Linked DNA regions of Mus musculus: regions 2 and 3 are each linked to region 1. A link is a contact called in public Hi-C and HiChIP or PLAC-seq data. All regions are on one chromosome and are shown on one strand. The core of a region is the stretch at or near the end of the contact, and the rest is flanking DNA. Distances in the headings are between cores, read along the strand shown. Region 1 overlaps Cmip (c-Maf inducing protein). Region 2 overlaps Gan (giant axonal neuropathy). Region 3 overlaps Cmip (c-Maf inducing protein).

Region 1 (2,627 bases), core at 33-2,532:
CCCGAAGCTTGTTCAGCATACATCAAACGTCAGCTTCTTGTTTATTTCAAGGCCTGGAGGATGGCTCAGTGGGGCAGGAAGCTTGCCACCAAGCCTAATGAGACCTGAACTCAATTCTCAGGACCCGCGTGGTGGAAAGAAAGAACCGACTCCCACAGCCATTTTCTGACCTCTACACGCATATCCTGGTGTGTGTGCATACGTGCGTGTACACAAACACCTTACAACAAATAAATGTAACAAGAAGTTTGAGATACGTCTACTTTAGGTGAGCGGATGCAAAAAGTAACCATAGCGGTCCCTGGGGGTAGGTCCTGTTCTTACTGGTCTCAGCAACCCTAAAGTGGGCTCACTGCTACCTCATAATAGAGATGATAAAACTGAGGCAGCAATGAGCTCACTGCCCTGGATCTGAAAGGTCACAGGCCACATCCTCAGCTTGTCAGATCCAGTGCGTGACTTCACCCAATTCCTTGATCCTACCCTCTTTCCAGTTCCCTCATTTAAGAGACTGGAGGGCAATTATCACATAAATGTACATTGTTGGGGAGATGGAGCCTGAGGAATAGCAGCTCCCTGTCTCCTGGGGACAGGAGGTAGAAAGGAAACTGACAGCCAGTGACACCCTAAGGGACAAGGAGACTCCAAAAGGGAGGGTCCTGGCTTCCAAGAGGAAGTGACAGATCCCACTGGTGTCTTGGACCTCTAGTCGCTTTGCTTCTTGTCCAGCACAAAGGAGAAGAAACGGATCCAGGTTGTCCCGGATACAAGGACACCCGGCTCCTGGGGGAAGTAGCTCAGAGACTCCAGGCAGGGGCTGACCGCAGAAAGACTGTGCTCTGGGTACAGAGCCACTCCAGCCAGACCCCACCAACCTCCCCACGTGGGTCCCGCCCTAAGCAGCCTGTCCCATCCCTCCCTGGACACCAGGGAGGAAATCTGCAACTTCCTTCTTTGCAGGAAATGGAGTGGTCACCGCAGACCGGGCTGTTTTGTTTTTCTCCACTCTGGAGTGTGCGCCAGGACTTATCCGAACTTCTGCACCCCTTGGCCTCCTCTCTCCCATTCACCACACTGCCCAGCCTCCCAGGGCCTTACCGGCCTCCTGCCCTTTGCACAAGCCAGAAGTCCCTACTGGACCAGGGAAGTCCATGCCCTGTGGGATGATAATAACCCTGTCGAGAACAACCACAGGTGACTCTTGGTGAGTATCTCCCATGAGCAAGGGCCAGGCACTAGCCATGAGGCCTTATCATTTAAAGACAGACAGCTTACGGGGACCCGTTCTATGGAGGAGGAACCCAACGTTCAGACAGGAGACCTGGCTTGCTTGAAGCCTTACAGTCCTGCATATCAGAGTAGTCCTGGCTATCTAGGTGGCCCTAAGCATGTGTGGCTCCTGACATCATGTCAGCGGTACGGGCACAACCTACACACTGCGCTGCCTCCAAAGTCCTCTTTCCTAATGTCCTACCTCCTACAAGCAGTGTATCCCTTCCTCCCAGAGGGAAGGGGTCACCCACACTCCACAGTCCTGAGTGTGGAGGAAGGGGCCCCCTCGCTCTGAGGCCAGAGCAGCTACGCACGTGGCTGCTTTCTCAGCCACTAGGTCAACAGAGGCAAATTCTGGGACAGGATCCCGGTTCTCACATCTGCTCAATTCTCAGCACGCATCGGTCGTATGGAAACCACTGACGGGCCCTGATCTGAGTCCCCAGCACTAGGCTCGGGACACACGAGAATGATAAAGACATATCTGAAACTAAACTTGATCTGGGCTACAAGGAGTGGGGTGTTGGAGACACCCCACCAAACTAACCCTTTTCCTTTCCTCGGGAAACTCTTTAGAGAGCCAGGAGGCAGCTAGCATGGAAGATTCTGGAACATTCTCCATCCAGGTAGATGACACTGTTACATTTTTTTGACCTATGTGCTAAATCATTGTCTTTGTTGGAATTACTACTGTTGTGATAAAACGCTGTGATCAAACCAACTTGGGGAGGAAAGGGTTAATCTGGCCTATGCTTCTACCTCATTGTTCATCACTGAAGGGAAATCAAGACAGGAACTCAAACAGCATAGGAACCTGGAGGCAGGAGCTGATGCAGAGGCCATGGAAGAGGACTGCTTACTGGCTTGCTCCCCATGGATTGCTCTGTAGGCGTCCTTTTGTTACCTTACAGGTTCTTCTTTCTTCCACTTTTCTTCACCCCTTTTTTTCCAACCTCCTAACACTAGAAAGGAGGGGAAAAAAAGGGATAGAGAGGAAAGGAAAGAGATCCCTGAATAGGGGGTCAGAAAGGGGGCGATGTTATTGTTAGACTACTTCCTGCTTATTAGAGGCATCGGAGTTCCTTGGGGCAAGTTTGATCTTTGCCACAAAATATCTAATTATTATTTCTTCTTCTTCTTCTTCTTCTTCTTCTTCTTCTTCTTCTTCTTCTTCTTCTTCTTCTTCCTCCTCCTCCTCCTCCTCCTCCTCCTCCTCCTCCTCTTCCTCCTCCTCTTCCTCCTCCTCCTTCTCTTCCTCCTCCTCCTACTACTACTCCTTCTCCTCCTCCTCCTTTCTGTTCTTCTTTGCATGGCTACTTAATAAACCATAACCAACAAAAACCAACAACCAGCCA
Region 2 (2,627 bases), core at 42-2,541, 97 kb after region 1:
ATTCAAGCATAATACTCATAAACATAAATCAATGTAAAAAGGATGGCTGTAAACTGATACGGCTCAGTTGGTATAGGTGTTTGCTGTGTAGCCTGCTGACCCGAGTTTGATCCTTAGGACCCACATCATAGAATCAACTCCTGCAAAGGTTGTTCCCTGACCTTCATATGAGATAAGTAGATTCTAGGCTTTGCCATGTGGTAATGTTCACTCAGGAAACTGACCCATTTCCCACTAACAGCTTAGAGCCATGCCAGATCACAGTCACTGCCTAAGCAGCCTTGAGGCTCTGCTGTCCAGGACGGTGCATGCTGTTCTGTGGACACCGTGGCCTTTCCACTGTCCTGCACGGCAGCTAAGAAGCTGCACGGTAGGTGAGTGGCCTCTGATGTCAACGACCAACAAAGAAACACCTCATAAAGAACATCACCCACTTCAACAGACTTCACCGACTCTCACGAAACACAGAGCTTCCTTATTTCAAGTTCCAAGAAACAAGGAAACAAGATAATTTGCCCAAGATTATAGAACAACGCTAAGCCACTACATTTCTCCCCCTCTCTTCTTCCTGTCTCTCCCCTCCCTCTTCCTTTCCTTTTCTAAGACAGGGCCAGGCTAAGCTGCCGAGGGTGACCTTTAACCTCTGTTCTGCTTCCATGAGCGCTGGGTAATATGTCCAGGTTCTGGGGTACAGAGGATGGGCCCCAGGGCTGCATCATGGTCTCTCCTGAGCCACATGCCCAGCCTCCTATCAGGTGGCTTACTGGGGCTAGAAATACGGAACTTGGCCTCACACACATACACACACGTGTTCTAGCTAGTCATATCTCAGTCCGATACCACCGTCCTCGGGGTCCTTTTCATCCCTCATCACGGCTGCTCAGTACTTACATACACCACTGCACTTTCTGATTAGGTTACTGGTGTGGCTTCTGCCTCTGGGCTGGACCGTGACCCAAAGTGAGGAGGTGAAGAGCAGGGTTTGCGCTCTGGGACTCATGGCTTCACAAGTCTTACTAAGGGCAACGGAAGAACTCCCTTCTTCTAACCCTCAGATCCGACAGGTATGGCATTCGCAAGGCCAGGCAGTGTGGTGTCTCTGCAGAGTGTCAGGATGAGCAACTTTTATACATGACCGACTCAGCCCTGAGAGCACACTGCACAGGTTAACTGCTGGCCCTGCCAATAAGACTAAGATATAGACGCTTCCGCTGCACATCCTTGCAAGTAGGAAAGATGAAGAGAGGACGTCAGCTAGATCAACAGCTGCAGAGCCAGGCCTGGGATGGAAAGATACAGCCTGTCACAGACACACCCCATCTGGACAGCAATGGCGACCAGCCTAGTCACCGCAGGGCTGAGGACACACTGCTTTTCAAGACTGCACACTGCTTTTCAAGCCTGACCTGATGCTGCCTCCTGAGTTCTCAGTGTGACTGAAGCTGCTCTGAACTAGCAAGTCTCCTGTTTCAGTCTTCTAAGTACTAGGATTACAGGTTCGTCCCACCGTGCCCAGACGTTTCTCCTAAGTGAACTGCGTGGAGGGATGCGCCTCACGTTGATGTCTGCTGTAACTTCCCTGGGATCCCGTGGCCTTCTTGTCTCTGGAGGATGGGAGTGTGCAAGGACTGACTTCGCCTTTCCTGGGTCACTAGCTTTTGTCTAGGTGTCAGGCCCGCCTGTGCAACTCTACACTCAAAGATGGAAAGGTGACACTGGCAACACAACACAGGGACCGTGTGCCAAAGCGGGAACCAGACAGAGGAAGAGGACGGGACTCAGGAAGGGAAGATGTGGCAGGAGCCGCCGCAGACTCAGGATGTGGAGGACGCTCAGCAGAGCTCAGCACAGCTCACGGACCTGAGCAGGGCGCTGGGAGGACCTCAGTGTCTACTCCACTCTGCAGAAGAGTGGAAGGGGCAGTGCCTGCAACAGCTCTGGGACTGCTCGGAGTCACGGCAGGGAGAGGCAGGAGAGAGGGGGCCTGAGAGTGAACGGTAGAGCGGGCAGTCGTCAGAGAGACTGTGGGGACAGCTGAGAACAGCACAGGGGCTCAGGGGACTTCCAGAGGAGGGAGGGAAGGCCCTGCTCTCAGTGTGTCTTTACCATGACTTGGGAGGAATTTATGGCCTTTCTTCTTTTTTCTTTTTAACAGCTTTTTAAAAAAACAAAAACAAAAACAAAACTCAGAAAGCATAGAAAATAGTAAGATATGGCATTTTTCCAGAAAAGTTTTAATCTAAAAATAAGGAACAAAGACAGGAAAGACAAGAGCTTACATACAATCTGAGTGGCCTCCCATCCAACCCAGACTGTTCATCTGACAGCAGCACTTTCCACAGTGTGCAAGAGTGCAGACCCAGGAGGGAACGCTGCCCACTGCTGGGTGGGTGCAAAGGGGGACTCTGCAGCCCCAAAGCCCGAGTGTGGGTTCCAGGTCTGCTGACCACTCAGCACCTGTGCGCCGTGCTCACTGTGAGACTGGAGGCTGACAGTGCCTGAGCCTCGTAGCTGCAGGGGAACGCATGAGGCAGGCAGTGACTGTGTAGCATCTGGTTTTGCTCATGCTCAGTGTTTTACAAATGCCCTGAGTGTCACTGACAAGAGGTCCTGGCAGCTGCTCTCTG
Region 3 (2,627 bases), core at 69-2,568, 65 kb before region 1:
CAGCTAGACCATGGTCTCTTTGTGCATCTATCTGTCCTGATGCTCTATGAGCCCCAAAGAGCAGGGACAGGACCTGACTTAGAGCCACCATGTCCCTATAGTACAGCATCAGGCATATAAGAGATGGGCAGGTACAGCCAGAGGGGGACCTCAGCCAACATCAATGCCATGTTCTTAGAGAATCTCCACCACCTCCCCTCCTCTTTCACCTGATGAACAACTAGAATTTTCCAGCGGTCCAGTAAAGCCTCTTCCAGCTTCCTAGTTCCCGCTAAGCCGCAGCCTTTCTCTGAAGTACTAGCCGACATCCTGAGCTGTCAGGGTGGGGCCGGAACAATCTCAGGCTTTGCTGGCCTTGCTTAGTGACATGCCAGGTGCCAGGCCTGGAATCCCTGCCACATCCTCCTGCCAGCTAGCGGGACTCCTGGGGCTGTGAAGGCTGTCGCGGTGCCAAGCCAGGGCAGTCCCAGGACAGGCTGGCAGCCTGGACCACGGGGACCACATAGTCACCAGCACACGTGATAACAAAGAATACACAGCCACCAAGAGATTGTAAAGGTTGGTGCTCTTGGCTGGTGCAGGAGCAGGGTGGGATCTACATTTCAGCAATGCCCAGGAACTTTCTAGAACGGTGGGGAAGTCTTATATGTGTAACTCACTACATAGTCAAGAATGACCATGAACCCTCATACCTGGCCCTCCTGTCTCCCCATCTCCGGTGCCAAGCTTTGCAAGCACGAACCTCCATTTATACACAGTGCTGGAATGGAACCCAGCAACTCATGCACGCCAGGCAAGTACCCGCCAACCTTGCCACATTCCCCGTCTACGTCTGAGCACTTAGAATGTGGCCATTTGTGACCAGTGGAGTGGAACCCCTCGGTTTAGCTGACTTTAACTTAAAGGCCACCCTCAGCAGCTTGGGTCACTGTCTCAGGCCAAGCCCAGGGTTTGGGGTTTCTACTCTGCACCCTAGGAAGCTGACAGAGAATAGGAAGGGAAGAGGAACATCAAAGGGAGAGAGGTCCTGCTGACTGAGGCAGCGCTCAACCTGAATCCCAGGCCAGATGCTACACGGAGGGCTTGGATGACATCAACCAACCTCCCTGTCACAGCCACCGGGGACAACACACATCTTACAAAGCAGGAGACTGGAGTCAGGGAAGCTGGAGTCACTGTCACTTGCCTGAGGGACAAGGGACTGAGCACTGAGTCACCTGAACTGCCGGATCTTTCTGCCTGCCAGAGGCACCTCTGAAGGAATGCATCTACTCTGTTCCTAGCAAGAGTGCTGAGTTACTTCCTGAGTGGAGCTTCTGAGGAAGCAGGTGGGCTGTCTTGAGGTCTGTACAGCCAGCTTGTCAAAACAATACTGGAACTTACCGTCCAATCAGCCCAGTGAATTTCTAACTTCTCCCCTCTGTCCCTCCTCTACAAGATAGGTCCCAAAGAGAAACAAGACCTCCCACTGATACAGGCTGTGGGTCTGCTCTCTCTCTCTCTCTCTCTCTCTCTCTCTCCCTCCCTCCCTCCCTTCAGCCTAGTCCATGGTGGGTGGGCACTGCCACACCTGCCTGTCACCTGGCCCACCCACCCCCAACCAATCCACAGAACTGGTTTCTGTAAAATTATTAACAGGTAGCTTTGCATTGGCTTTCAAAACTACAAACCACGCCCTCTTTCCAACTATGAAATGTGGAGACCGGATGCCCTCAATCTGACCCCAACTGAAGGAAGGACCAGTTCCTCTCCACCTCTGGAGAATTGGAGCATGCCTGTCATCTTAGCACTCGAGAGGTGGAGGCAGGAAAATCAGGAGTTCAAGGCCAGCCCTGGCTATAGAGCAAGCTGAAGGCCAGCCTGGGCTACAGGAGACCGACTATCTCAAAGTCTCTGGCTGACCCTGTGACTTCATTTCAAAAGTCAGCAGTTCCAACCCCATTACTTTTTAAATGTGCTTTTCCCCTCACCAATTTCAGCTTTACTAACGAGGGCCAGAGGCCACTGAATTCTATGTTGTGTGTTTATATTTCCCTCCCATTTGGCACTCAGAGAAACTTGGACATGAGGGAGACCGGCACGTCAATGCGTGTGGGCCTGAGGGGCTTCCCAAAGCAGGGCTCTGCATAGTAACGTAGGGAAGTCCCAGGCACACTGAGTCGGGAGGCTCGCTCACTTTATACAAGGGCTGCCATTACCCTCTATGAGAATCTCTGCCCATTTCACAACCACGGTCAGGGACCCTGGCCTCTGCTAACTCTGGATCCTGAGAGCCATGAGGCAAGCAGCCATCAGAACAGGAATAAGACTCATGAGGGGCAAATTCTGCTTGGTCTGGGCAGGTGGGGCACCCTGAGCCAGGGGACAGCTAGGCTCAGCTCTGGTAAGAGAAGGCCTACCTCCCAGGAATGCTGTTGACTAAGAAGAGAGACAATGGATGTGCGCTGTGTTCAAGGACCACTGGCTTCCATTTGCTTTGTGCTGTCTGAAGCTAGAAGCCAGCCAGTAGAGATCTGGAGACAGTTAAGTAGCGTATACGACCAGCTCAGGAGACTCACTGGGAAGAGCAGCTTTTTCCAAGGCAGACTCTATTTCTACACAACATGGAGATCTTGTTACTCCAGGCA

The links. Hi-C and Micro-C count contacts between places; a contact is called where the count stands out from the background. HiChIP or PLAC-seq counts read pairs in DNA pulled down with a chosen protein or histone mark.
Region 2: a contact with region 1 is called in a Hi-C map of bone marrow-derived macrophages, with 3 times the contacts expected there. The contact joins two enhancer-like sites. A contact is called at or near these places in 1 of 15 datasets of contacts at CTCF or cohesin (pro-B cells), 9 of 484 Hi-C or Micro-C datasets (bone marrow-derived macrophages, double positive thymocytes, embryonic stem cells and 2 more) and 6 of 115 datasets of contacts at active chromatin or transcription factors (CD8 T cells, bone marrow-derived dendritic cells, bone marrow-derived macrophages and 3 more).
Region 3: an H3K27ac HiChIP or PLAC-seq map of the HPC-7 cell line shows a contact between it and region 1, with 6 times the contacts expected there. The contact joins two enhancer-like sites. A contact is called at or near these places in 10 of 484 Hi-C or Micro-C datasets (bone marrow-derived macrophages, cerebral cortex, muscle stem cells and 6 more), 12 of 115 datasets of contacts at active chromatin or transcription factors (the 230-238 cell line, CD8 T cells, the HPC-7 cell line and 7 more) and 3 of 9 other capture datasets (adipose tissue, liver and pancreatic islet).

The regions. Positions count from the first base shown.
Region 1 is chr8:117,296,681-117,299,307 of GRCm38.p6, reverse strand. All of the region lies in intron 1 of Cmip (c-Maf inducing protein), which reads right to left. Among named protein-coding and RNA genes, the nearest start is that of Gm51554, 17 kb to the left of the region's middle. Within about 2 kb of position 1,282, at least 68 of the 459 cell types and tissues checked have an H3K27ac peak or open chromatin away from gene starts, as enhancers often do. A contact at or near this core is called in the HPC-7 cell line, bone marrow-derived macrophages, granulocyte-monocyte progenitors and 1 more, where this site is marked.
Region 2 is chr8:117,199,720-117,202,346 of GRCm38.p6, reverse strand. All of the region lies in intron 9 of Gan (giant axonal neuropathy), which reads right to left. Among named protein-coding and RNA genes, the nearest start is that of Gan, 43 kb to the right of the region's middle. Within about 2 kb of position 1,291, at least 62 of the 459 cell types and tissues checked have an H3K27ac peak or open chromatin away from gene starts, as enhancers often do. A contact at or near this core is called in bone marrow-derived macrophages, granulocyte-monocyte progenitors and myeloid progenitors, where this site is marked.
Region 3 is chr8:117,361,257-117,363,883 of GRCm38.p6, reverse strand. All of the region lies in intron 1 of Cmip (c-Maf inducing protein), which reads right to left. Among named protein-coding and RNA genes, the nearest start is that of Gm51554, 47 kb to the right of the region's middle. Within about 2 kb of position 1,318, at least 80 of the 459 cell types and tissues checked have an H3K27ac peak or open chromatin away from gene starts, as enhancers often do. A contact at or near this core is called in the HPC-7 cell line, where this site is marked.